2 separate regions of the Hordeum vulgare genome follow, and region 2 is linked to region 1. A link is a contact called in public Hi-C data. All regions are on one chromosome and are shown on one strand. The core of a region is the stretch at or near the end of the contact, and the rest is flanking DNA. Distances in the headings are between cores, read along the strand shown.

Evidence for each region. A called contact is a pair of places that touch in the nucleus more often than the background predicts.
Region 2: a contact with region 1 is called in a Hi-C map of leaf, with 2.3 times the contacts expected there. The contact joins the promoter of LOC123395806 here to the enhancer-like site in region 1. A contact is called at or near these places in 3 of 6 Hi-C or Micro-C datasets (leaf and seedling).

The regions. Positions count from the first base shown.
Region 1 is chr5H:44,533,886-44,539,229 of MorexV3_pseudomolecules_assembly, reverse strand. No RefSeq gene overlaps it. Among protein-coding and RNA genes, the nearest start is that of LOC123395806, 110 kb to the left of the region's middle. Within about 2 kb of position 3,634, at least 3 of the 3 cell types and tissues checked have open chromatin away from gene starts, as enhancers often do. A contact at or near this core is called in leaf and seedling, where this site is marked.
Region 2 is chr5H:44,641,203-44,647,160 of MorexV3_pseudomolecules_assembly, reverse strand. LOC123395806 (auxin-responsive protein IAA30-like) reads right to left here and starts at 3,770. Exons shown (of 5, transcript XM_045090839.1): 1 at 3,245-3,770; 2 at 1,896-2,095; 3 at 902-1,034; 4 at 702-763; 5 at 113-590. The coding sequence starts at 3,570. The coding sequence ends at 553.

The DNA of each region.
Region 1 (5,344 bases), core at 2,385-4,884:
ACATGTGTTATTCTAGTACGAACTCTAGGGTTGTTTGTGACACCTATAGGGATAGCCCAAAAGATTGACCGGAAAAAATACCTTTGAGGTGGTTTGATGCCTACAACTACTTATTAGTACGTTCTCTGATAATAGGAACTTTGGAGTGATTCTTTGTTGCATGTTGAGGGATGACCATATGATTCTACTATGTTAGCATTGTTGGGAGATTGCACTAGTGAAAGTATAAACACTAGGCCTTATTTTCAAGCATTTATATAACATTTTGCTCGCTGTTTACTACTTGTTACCTCACTGCTTTTATTTATTCAGATTATAAAAATCTATTTGTACTATCCATACTACACTTGTATCACCATCTATTCGCCGAGTTAGTGCACTTATACAATTTACCATTGTATCGGGTGTATTGGGGACACAAGAAATTTCTTGTATTTGATTGCAGGGTTGTTTGAGAGAGACCACTTCATTCTACACCTCCCACGGATTGATAAACCTTAGGTCATCCACTTGAGGAAAAATTGTTGCTGTCCTACAAAACTCTGCACTTGCATGCCCAACAACGTCTACAAGAATAAAGTTGCGTGGTAGACATCAATCTCCATACTATTCATGTGAATGCGGACTTTTCTAAGTGCTTTGCTCAAATTTTTTGCTGTCAAATTGGGGATTTCCCCTTCAAGTAATTGGGTGTTCCCTTGCATTTCAGAAAACTTAGGAGGGAGGACCTCCAACCTATTATTGATAGGAACATTACAAATATTTTTGACTGGTTTGGCAGGAACATCTCTTATAGGGACAAACTCATTGTGCTTACTACTTGCCTTGCTAGTATCCCCACCTATCTTATGTCTATGAAATTTCCTAAATGGCTATTGAATCCATCACCTCTCAAAGGTCTCACTTCTTCTGGGATAATTTGGGGGATGGGCATAAATATCATTTGCCCGATCGGGGGCTTATTTCTAGAATTTTTAGGGGGGGTGTCCCTAATCTTAGGGGATTTAACTTGGCATTATTTGCTTCTTGGAGTAAAAGGTTCTATGATGAGAGAGAAAGTGCGTGAAAATTTGATCTGCTTTAGGTATGTTGTGGATAAACCCAAGATCCTTTGGGTGAAACTTGGACTGGGTTCTTCCTTAAAGTTTTTCCCGGGCCTTTGCCGATGCTAAAAAAATGTATAGATGGGACCCTCGTAATGGTCAAGATATGGCCTTCTGGCATGACATTTGTGTTGGAGATTGTTCCCTTAAAACCTTTTTTTGGGATCTCTTCGAGATCTATCAACAACAAGATGCTACTATAGCTCAAGTATGGGATTGGAGTAATTTGCACCTTACCTACGTGTTGGTGAACACAGTATGTCTAGGTGGTTTAGTTTGGTTGATTCGGTCGAGAACTACACCTTTTGTACTGGTAGAGATAACCAAGTATGGATGTTGGAGTATTTTGGCAAATATTTTGTTAAGTCTTTCTATAAGATGCTTTATTTTTGGGGAGGTTCTTCTGAAATAAAATATTTCATCTGGAAAATCAAAGTCCCCCTAATATACATGTGTTCCTTTGGCTTATCTTTGATAACAAGAGCTTGACTATGAATAATCTGGCCAAGAGGAGACACGTAGATGATCCTTCATGTGTGTTTTGTAGTGAGTCTGAATCCATTCAACATTTGTTTTTTGAATGCATTGTTGCAAAGGAAATTTGGTATGTTATTTCTAATAATGTTTGTATTTCTGTACCCAATTCTTTTACTTGTTTAATGCCTCTTTGGAAACAAAAGAAGAAATTTGAAGTCGCTAATCTAGGTACTTCTGCCACCTTATGGGGCTTATGGCCTCTGCGTAATGACTTTGTGTTCCAGGGGTGAAAATGGAGAAGCATGCACCCATCCTCGAATCTGGTGAGTTCACTGATCAGGCAATGGAAGATCTTATGTTCAACGCTGAGGGTGATCTTCTTATGTGGTGCTTAAGGCTACTAGATCATCGACGCGGGGAGTTGCTTAGGATCGATTGGCCTAGTGGCTAAGCTGGGAGTCTCGATACAATATTTTGTGCTCTAAAAATGTAATTCTATCGAGTATCTCCTGTATGGCTGTACCCCAGGGTGAACTTGTGTTAAACCCTTATTTCGCTGTAGCTAGTTTTGGTTTGTGCCGAGAGCCGTAAAATGTTGGATGCTTGGTTTCTTGCCTTGGCTTAATAAAGTTGGGGCTGGGGAAAAACCAATCTCATTTAGTAAAAAAATATCATCACCCTACTATGAGTCACTCTGTGTATTTTAAAACCGAACCGGAAAACCATATGAAAATCAACCGAAGCGAACTATTTTCTCGGTATGGCATGAAATTTTCTTACCGTTTGAATTCCATTTTTTGGTATATACCAAAAGTCTGAAGTAAAAAAATACATTTACATTTCTTAAGCGAACAACCATGCTACAACCAAAAAGATCTTGTGATATATTTTGTAGAGGAGCCAGGTACCCTGCTACGCACCTCCATTTTTCTTGTAATGTAGCCATTTTTCTCTCAAAAAATGCTAAGTATGCCCACAAACAAAGCAAATTATATATTGCATATTTGCATGCATGAACAAGCATCAATTCATGATTATATACTTAAATATTGCTTGTATAAAGAAGTATGTATTTTGAGTTATAAATTTATAAAATGTCATTATGTCATTTTCAAATTCATGCCACCTTTGGTTATTATGGTATATATACCAAAACCATAACAAAATAATTTGATATATTTTAAAACGGAACCATATTTTAATTTTATATGGTATTCACAAAAGTATCAATATCGTACAAACCGAGAAACCATATAAACCGACTAATCCGAATGCAATAGCTAACCATGAGTCTGCGTACTGTTGCCTCCCATCCTTGAGCCCCGTTGTAGATATCCACCATCACTTGCTTTGCTTGATCAACATGATGCCCTCTTCAATACTTCCTTGCCACTGGTTTGTTTGCAAGATTGCCTAAGTGGTGAGGTAGTGACATAAGGTAAAGATAACAACTGTAGGCCTAAGTGGTGAGGTAGTGACATAAGGTTAATTGTCTCATGACCAGTCCAGTCCATTCACTTATGCCATTTTTTATCCTCAACCACAGAAACACCTTGATTTCCATGGGTCCTATGGTCTGACAACTTCGTTTTTGTTACATGCGTCCTATGGCCCGTCGCCACTTTTGTCTATCAACATATGTAGATTGTAGAGGGTTATATGCATCTCCACAGTAACAATATTATTTTTGAGCTCATTTTAAAAAGCTTTTTTTTGAGCTCACAGTAACACTATTATTATTGTTAAAGTTTCCGTTTCCTGAAAATGATATTCAGTTTTATAATGAGGTGAGGGTTGGACCAAACAGGGCATGTGTACTACTCCCTCCGTTCCTAAATATAAGACCTTGTAGAGATTTCACTATAGACTACATACGAAGCAAAATGAGTGAATCTACACTTTAAAATATGTCTATATACATCCGTATGTAGTTCATAGTGCAATCTCTACAAGGATCTTATATTTAGGAACGGAGGAAGTACATACATACATGTATATGCATGCACCTGATCTGCCACGGATCAACGGCCGCCGTCTCTCTCGGTGAAGCTATAGCGCCACTCTGTCCGCTGACTTATTACAGAAGCAGCCAAGGCACGCAGACGCATTCATGCATGCGTGCATGGGTTTCTCTGGCCGCCCATGAACCGCCCATTTTCTCTGGAGCAAAACGAGATCTGACACTTGTTCGATCCATCGACCCGGTCGACACATGTACCTTTCGTGCCAGCTCGAGTTCATGCCATGTACGGCCCCCGCAAATCTGATAAAATCGTACTGTAGGTTTTGTCACACCAAACCGAACCCAGCTGATTAACCTTGGGCAAGCTAGCTAGGCATGCAGAATGAGAGTAATGACGTTGTAGAGGCCGGGCTCCATGGAGCCCGTTTTGAATAAAATAAAATAAAATATATTTAAAAGTTTTCAAAAGTGTCAAATCTTTTTTACATAGATGCACATGCATGTTCTTCAAATATGTATAGAATTTCATCGACTAACTTGACTATTTGCATGCTACCAAAAAAAAGACAAATATCAGCCCAAAAACAAAAAGGAAAAGGCATATTTGACTCCATGTATTTGTCTTTTTTGTATACAACACATATTAACATATATGTTTATGAAATTTTACACATGTATACTACTTTTTCTTATCTAAATAACTATAATTGAAGATAACTAGGCTAGTTCTTTTTACCTACAATTATTTTGAGGAAGCACAAACATATGTCTATATGTATACTTTTGTCAGATTTTTTTGAAGTGTGAAAATGTAGTTCCGTTGGAAAAAAATACCGACCTCTATATATGAAGCACTGTCGCTGATTGAACTTTTCATGCAGAATAATTCCTTTTTCAGACTCACAACGTATATAGTATTTACTTCGTCCAATATTACTAATCATAAACATAAATAAAAATAAAAATACATCTAGATACATTTATTTTTCAGATAAATATTTTCGGACGAAGGGAGTACTAGGTTATTATCGAATGGGCAGTGCTAGGCGTCGTCGCGCCGGCCCGAGGGCTCGCGCCGGTCGCGCAGCAGCCGTTAGATTAGGGTCCCCTGCCGTCAGATCTGGTCTCGCGCGCCCCCACTGCCCGGCCATCCTCGCACGCGCCACAGTCCCCGCACACGCCTAGCCCGTGCCGACGCCCCAGCACGTGCCGACCGCCTCGCCTCACCTCCTCACCGCTGGCCGCCCTCCACCGTCGGTCACCGCCGGTCGCCGCCCTCACCTATGTCGCCTTTCTGTGCGTTTCTAACCTCCATGGATGTAGCAGCGTGCGCTCATGGTTGCAACCCCTTGTAAACAACAATACGGTTGCAACAAAACAGAATGACAAATGTAGCAAAAATGTATAATGGTTGCAGCATTTCCCATCATGGTTGCAACTCGCCCATGTCAACGGTTGTAGCAAAAACACAATACGGTTGCAACAACAAAAAATGACTGATGTAGCAAATTTGTATAATGATTGCAACATTTTTCATCATGGTTGCAACTCGCTCATGTCAACGGTTGTAGAAAAAAAACAACACGGTTGCAACAAAAAAGAATGACTGATGTATCAAATTTGTATAATGGTTGCAACATTTTTTCATCATGGTTGCAACTCCGCCTACAAAACTCCGGTGAAGTTTTGTTGCGACTCTCATGGATGTGGTTGTAACTTCTTTTATCAACGGTTGAAGCTTTTTTTTATGCCGTTTGAAGCTTTTTGCACACCGCTTGTAGCTTTTTTTTAATACATGCAT
Region 2 (5,958 bases), core at 2,521-5,020, 110 kb before region 1:
CAAAGCATCTCTGCTCTACCATTGAGTCATCTCATGTGTTCTTCAGTGGAACACCATTGTAAGTTCACAACACCAAAGTGAATCATGTCAAAAGGAAGCACACCATGCAAACTTCATAATACAATACAATTAACATTTGACAACTTGCAATAAGTATTTGTTCACACCATGCTGATAATTAAACAACTTTTGATGGACAAACCGCAAGAGGAAAAATAGGGTGCCTTTGCATTTTGTGCCAGGAAGAGACATAAGAAGAGAGAGAGAGAGAGAGAAAAAAAAAGGAAGAACAAGCAGAGCAAAAAGAAAAGACACAATTATGTGGCAGACAGGTACAGATACATCTCACATGTTCTTGGCTTCTTCTTTCTTATGTATATAACAAGATGAGACTTGGGACTGACTGACTGGAAAAGAGAAGATCACAACCCAAAATGACTTCACTGATCAGGAGATACAGACTTAGACTTAGGACAGAGAATATGATACAGGGATGAGCAAGCAAGGTTATAGGTATTTTGATTCTTGCATAACATTTAGTACATCCTCCCCTCAGCTCCTGTTCTTGCATTTCTCCATCGCCCTTGGTGCTGAAACAATTCAAAACAATGTCACAATCAAAACAAAAAGTCGGCCAAAACCTCTAGAAAGAAAAAAAACATTTCATCTGCTGATCTGAAACTTAAGAGAGATGTACTGACCAAGGCCAATAGCTTCTGATCCTTTCATTATCCGAAGGCGCTTGCATGACTCAACGAACATCCTGAAATTTTAGAAAAATGGAGCGTTACATCAGACCATCGCTCATCAAAGATTCAGGGTACCGCTCCAGATGTTTGAAATCAAATACGCAAATGGAGCATTATGCATATGGAGAATATATCAAGGATGCAGCGCTCACTCCCACGGGACGTCCCCGACGAGCATCCAGTCGCCGTCCTTGTCCTCGTACGTTGGAACGTACTCGGATCCGTTGAGCAGATCCATCAGCTTGCTCTCGTTCATGCCGTTCATCCCTTGAGTTCCACAGTTTCCTGAAATGTGACAACACGTACACTGGGATTAATATCCAATTCCAGAACACCAACTGTAATTTGGAAAATACATAGGTGCTTCTGTAGTTCAGAGCAGTTGTTACGGTCTAGTTAACAACGGGAAGTGCCGAATAAAGTTCCGTATCAAATCAACAGGCCGCAAATCTACAATCACCACAACAGAGAAAAACCAATAGTTGTTTGCTTATTCAAGGAACCAACTATTGGTTGCATCTTTTCTTTAAGATGCACGCTCCAGCATGCTGGATTATTGCTTACTGGGTATCAAGTTACAACGACTCATGCTAATCATGAACCAACCAAAGATAGCTAGCTGAGTGAGCAGATGCCATGCATGATAATGAGGTAGCTAGCTGTGTGTACGTACATATGGTAGAGAGACAAGGACATTATGCCACAGACAGGGAAGACACCTACCAAGGAATAGGATCGATGCAAATCATGCACCCCTGGCAAAACCACATGGTGACCACCACCACACATGCAAATGGAAGTGCAATCATGTATGCAAGTCATGCATGCATGTACTATATATAGCCAGTGACTTTATAAATATGTTATGATCTTCCTTGTGTATAAAAGTTCAGGAACACTACAGCTAGATAGATATAGAAAAATAAACTAGATAGACAGCAATCTTGTTATGAATAATTGGGACTAGGGTAGAAATATATATAAAGTGTAGGGTAGAAATATCGGTGTTCCAAACATGCCGAGTAGGGTAGAAATATATGCATACTATATCTTGGTGGCCTAGTTATAAACAGAAATGTTACGGCTGATCTAGCTAGTAGTATTATGGTAGAGATATGTAGTAGAGAAGATGCATGGCATGCATACCGATGGTGAAGGAGCTGAACATCTTCTCGAGGGCCTTGGAGAGGTCCTGGTAGGTCTTGTACATGCTGAGGTCCACCTTGCGCAGGTAAGGCGCGCCGTCCATGCTCACCTTGACGAACGCCGCAGCCGCCGGCGACGACTTCTCCGCCAGGATGTTCTTCCGGAACGACCGGACCGGAGGCCACCCCACCACCTGCGCCCTGGAGAAAATTAACCACACAAACGATTTGGTTAGTTTTAAAATGTTATGTTAAACTAACTAACATACATACATACATGCATGAGTTCTTTCATGATCCAAGAGGTGCAGATATATATAAATCCAGATCCATTTTGTTTCCGCTTCTCTTCAAATGAAAACTTCTGTGGTAACTCATGACATGCATGCAACCTTTGCCCTCTCGTTTTTGCTACCCACACATGGCACATATATGCACATACATCCCCACAGCACATTTTCAACTGTTTACTCAGCATGAACAAAAACTACAGCATTACATGTTGGTTACTTTTTACCTGCCTTTTTTCTTCATACTCCCACAATCTACTAAAGTGCTACAGAATATATATGGAATGCAATAAGCTCCAGCTTGATTTGTACAAGAGGGAGGGGATCAAGACAAGGGGGGCAGATAGATCTAGAACGCCGAGCCCAACAACAAGGGTGGGGCCATGCCATATCTCCATGTTCATGCCATGGCCGGGAGGGGCAGTATGGGCAATAACATTACAATCTTATTATCTTTCTCCATGCCATGCCATGCCATGCCATTGTGTAGGAGTAGTAGCGTGAGGACAGGATACGAGTGATATGGGGATGATGGCGACGAGTGGACAAAAAAAGTAAACCGTGCGTCCGCGAGGGGCAGGGCAGCAGTGCAGTGTGCGTGGGTTTCTTTTATCGTGTCGGCACTAGGCACTGTCCCCCACTGCCCCACACGTAACATGCTGCTGTCTCTCTGCCTGTGCTAGAAGTGCAGATGGACGGATGAATCTCTCCGTAGATCTCACCCATCCATCATCATCTCGTCTCTGTTTCTCGTCCATGATCGGTGCTCGATCTGAATGATGATCACCGGCCCGGCCTTGCCTTGACTGACCAACCGTGACTGAACATGCGTGGACTAGTAGTACAAGCTACTCGTAGATCAGTGATCCATGCCATCAACTACCCGTTAATCAAGATGTTTTTGATGGTGTTTTGTGTTTTGTTTTCTGAAGAAAGCTTGCGTTACGAAGAGAGCTTACGCGAAGAAGACGGGAGCTGAGCTGCATGCGTGAGCATGCAGAGCGGACTAGAGTCTAGAGGTGAGAGATGGAGATGGAGATGGGGATGGGGATGCACGTACTTGGGCGCGCGCGGCTTCTCGGCGGGGTCGGGGAGCGCGGCGGTGGTGACGACGCTGCTCTGGCTGGGCGACCTCTTCATCTTCCCCACGCAGGCGTCCGCCGCCGCCTTCTCGTGCTCCTCCTCCGCCGCCGCCGCGGCGACCACGGCCACGTCGGACCGGTCCTCCGCCGCCGGCGCCTCCTCGCCGGCCGGCTCCAGCTTCAGCTTCAGGTCGATGGTCTCGGCGAAGCCCCTCTTGCCGGAGGAGCTCCTGGCCTCCCCCTCGCCGCCGCCGGGCAGGCCGAGCCGCAGCTCGGTCGCCTCGAAGCCCAGGTCCGCCGCCATTGCTAGCTGCCTGGCTCAGCCCCTCCCTTCTGCTGCTGGGTTTGCTTCGGTTCCTTTCTCTGCGTTTCCCGGCGAGCTTTTGGGGTTCGGTTTGGCTGTTTTGAGAGGCGAGCGATGCAAATGCAGATGGAAATAGACAAAGAGGCAGAGGAGGGAGGGGGGCAGGCAGAAATAATAATGGCAGTGAGGGTGTTGGTGTGGCCGTGTAGAATAATAGGGCCATGATAATGCATGGCCAGCCTCTTTTGCGCCTTGCCCCTCTGCTAATATTTTTTACTTTTTTTTTTCTAGAGCTATATTCATTTGTTTAGGCGCCTACACTCGGTTTGCTAGTAATGAAATATTATATGCCAACTTATTTTATAATCTGACCAAACTATGTTTCGTGGCATGGTTAGAGGGACTGTAATATTTCTAGTCCATCAGAATTTAAGTCCTGATGTTCACATTTATTTCTGAATTTATTTCAGTATTTTCGACGATGTGCTTTCACTCAGAGGAGACGTCTTCGTCAAGGACGAGGTGCCTATGATGACTTCGTAAATCTCAAGAACATATGTCGGCTCAGTCTCTTAGAAGAGCTCATAAAGATAGGATTTGCATGTGTTTGTTCGTATGCGCATGTATATTAACACTTTATTGTGTTATTTTTTTACATAATTTGCGGTGAAGAATATATATAAACTAAGAAAATAGCTGATTAGACAAATAAGGTATAACACATACGAAAAAACTAATTAAAAATAACTAGATTACAAAAAAGGACTAGATTATCAATATCTACATCACACACCCGCCATAAGCACATCAATGAAACGGGACAAGTGTGGGAAGGGCAATATTTTTACGTTGGGCAAATGCAACGGCATCGTCGGCCCAAACCAGACATGAAAACTTCGTAAAGAAAACTTGAGATGAATCGCCCATGCCGTTACACGCCGGATGGGGGCCTGATGTGGAGATTGCCACCGTCCAAGACCATGCCTCGACACCATCTTCTTCGATGTCTGAGCCAGGTCGGTCCGGCACTGAAGATCATCACGCTGGATCACCAGCACCGCCATCAAGCGTGACCTCCCATAGATTGCACCATAATCGCTCATCTTCATCGCAAACCCACATCCACCGAACAACTTCTCCATAACAGGCGTAGCAACATCCTCGCGTCGTTGACGACACACCCTAGGGACGACAAAAGGAAGAGTATAGGTGGGGGTGGCAGCTAGGGTTTCACTTGCCCGCTTGACCCTCTCTCACGAAAAGTTTCATGGTTATCGCAACTTATTAGGTACATTTTTTTTTAACGAATTCCATGAATGAGCGAGGCCACATGGATTTAACTCGAGAGGGTTTTGAGGAGCAATGATACGCGAGGGCATAGGTTCGTAGAACGGGCTCTGCTTTCATGCTAAATTTTGGCCTGCAATATGTGGGCAAAATCAGAAAGTTGCTTTACCAGTCTCTAGAAAAGCATAATTTTTTTTAGCAAAATTTAAACGCGTTGAAAACAATTATCATCGACCGAAATCTTAACAAAGCAAAAGGCAAAGTAACAATTAAGCGCGTATTAGTGCAGCTCGGTTTGCTGGTCGACCACCGAAACGAAACCACGATAATAAAAGAAAAAGGAAAAAAAGAAGGCAGCGGGAAATAGGAAAAGGTGGGGTCACGTGGGGCTTTGGTGTTGCTAGGCTAGCTGGAGGCCAAGAGACCGCATGCGCTGTTGCGACCGTGACCCCCACGCGCGAGAATGACCGCCGGCCGGGACCACCACGCGCGATCGCTCGCCAGGGATGGTGGGTCCGCCTGTCGGGGCCGGTCCCACGTGCCTGCCACTCACCTTCATCGATGTTTTTTCTTTTTTTGCGGGGTTCTACTGTCTTTGTATGTATATAGATATCCTCTTTTCCTTTCCGTATGCTCCTCTCTCGCTCTTCATTCCGCCCGTAGCTGCGTCTGGCGCGGGGCATTTTTTGGCCTTTTTTTTTTTTATGACGGGATAAAGAAGGGTTTCTATTCAGAAAACAACGTAAACCGTAGCAGCAGGCAGGTCCATACAGAAGGAGGCGGGAAAAAAACCCTGACCCGCACAAAAGCAGTACAATTTGCCAACCATAAGATATTTGGTCCATTTGAGACCGTGACAAGTCACAAGCGTGACAACCTCATCACCAAAATCATCGACCTTGGAAGCTTGTCTCTCTGAGGTAATCGAGCTTGGCGAGTACGTGCAAGTGCTGCGCGTGCGACACGTCCGCTGATTTTCCGCTGGGAAAAAAAGAAACGCGGCACGGCAAAAAAGGGGGCGCGCACGAACCCGACGCAATCATGCGTAGCCCGTCTCACGGGCGGGTGGGGCCGGGGAACCGCTCGGGTAGACGGCGAGGG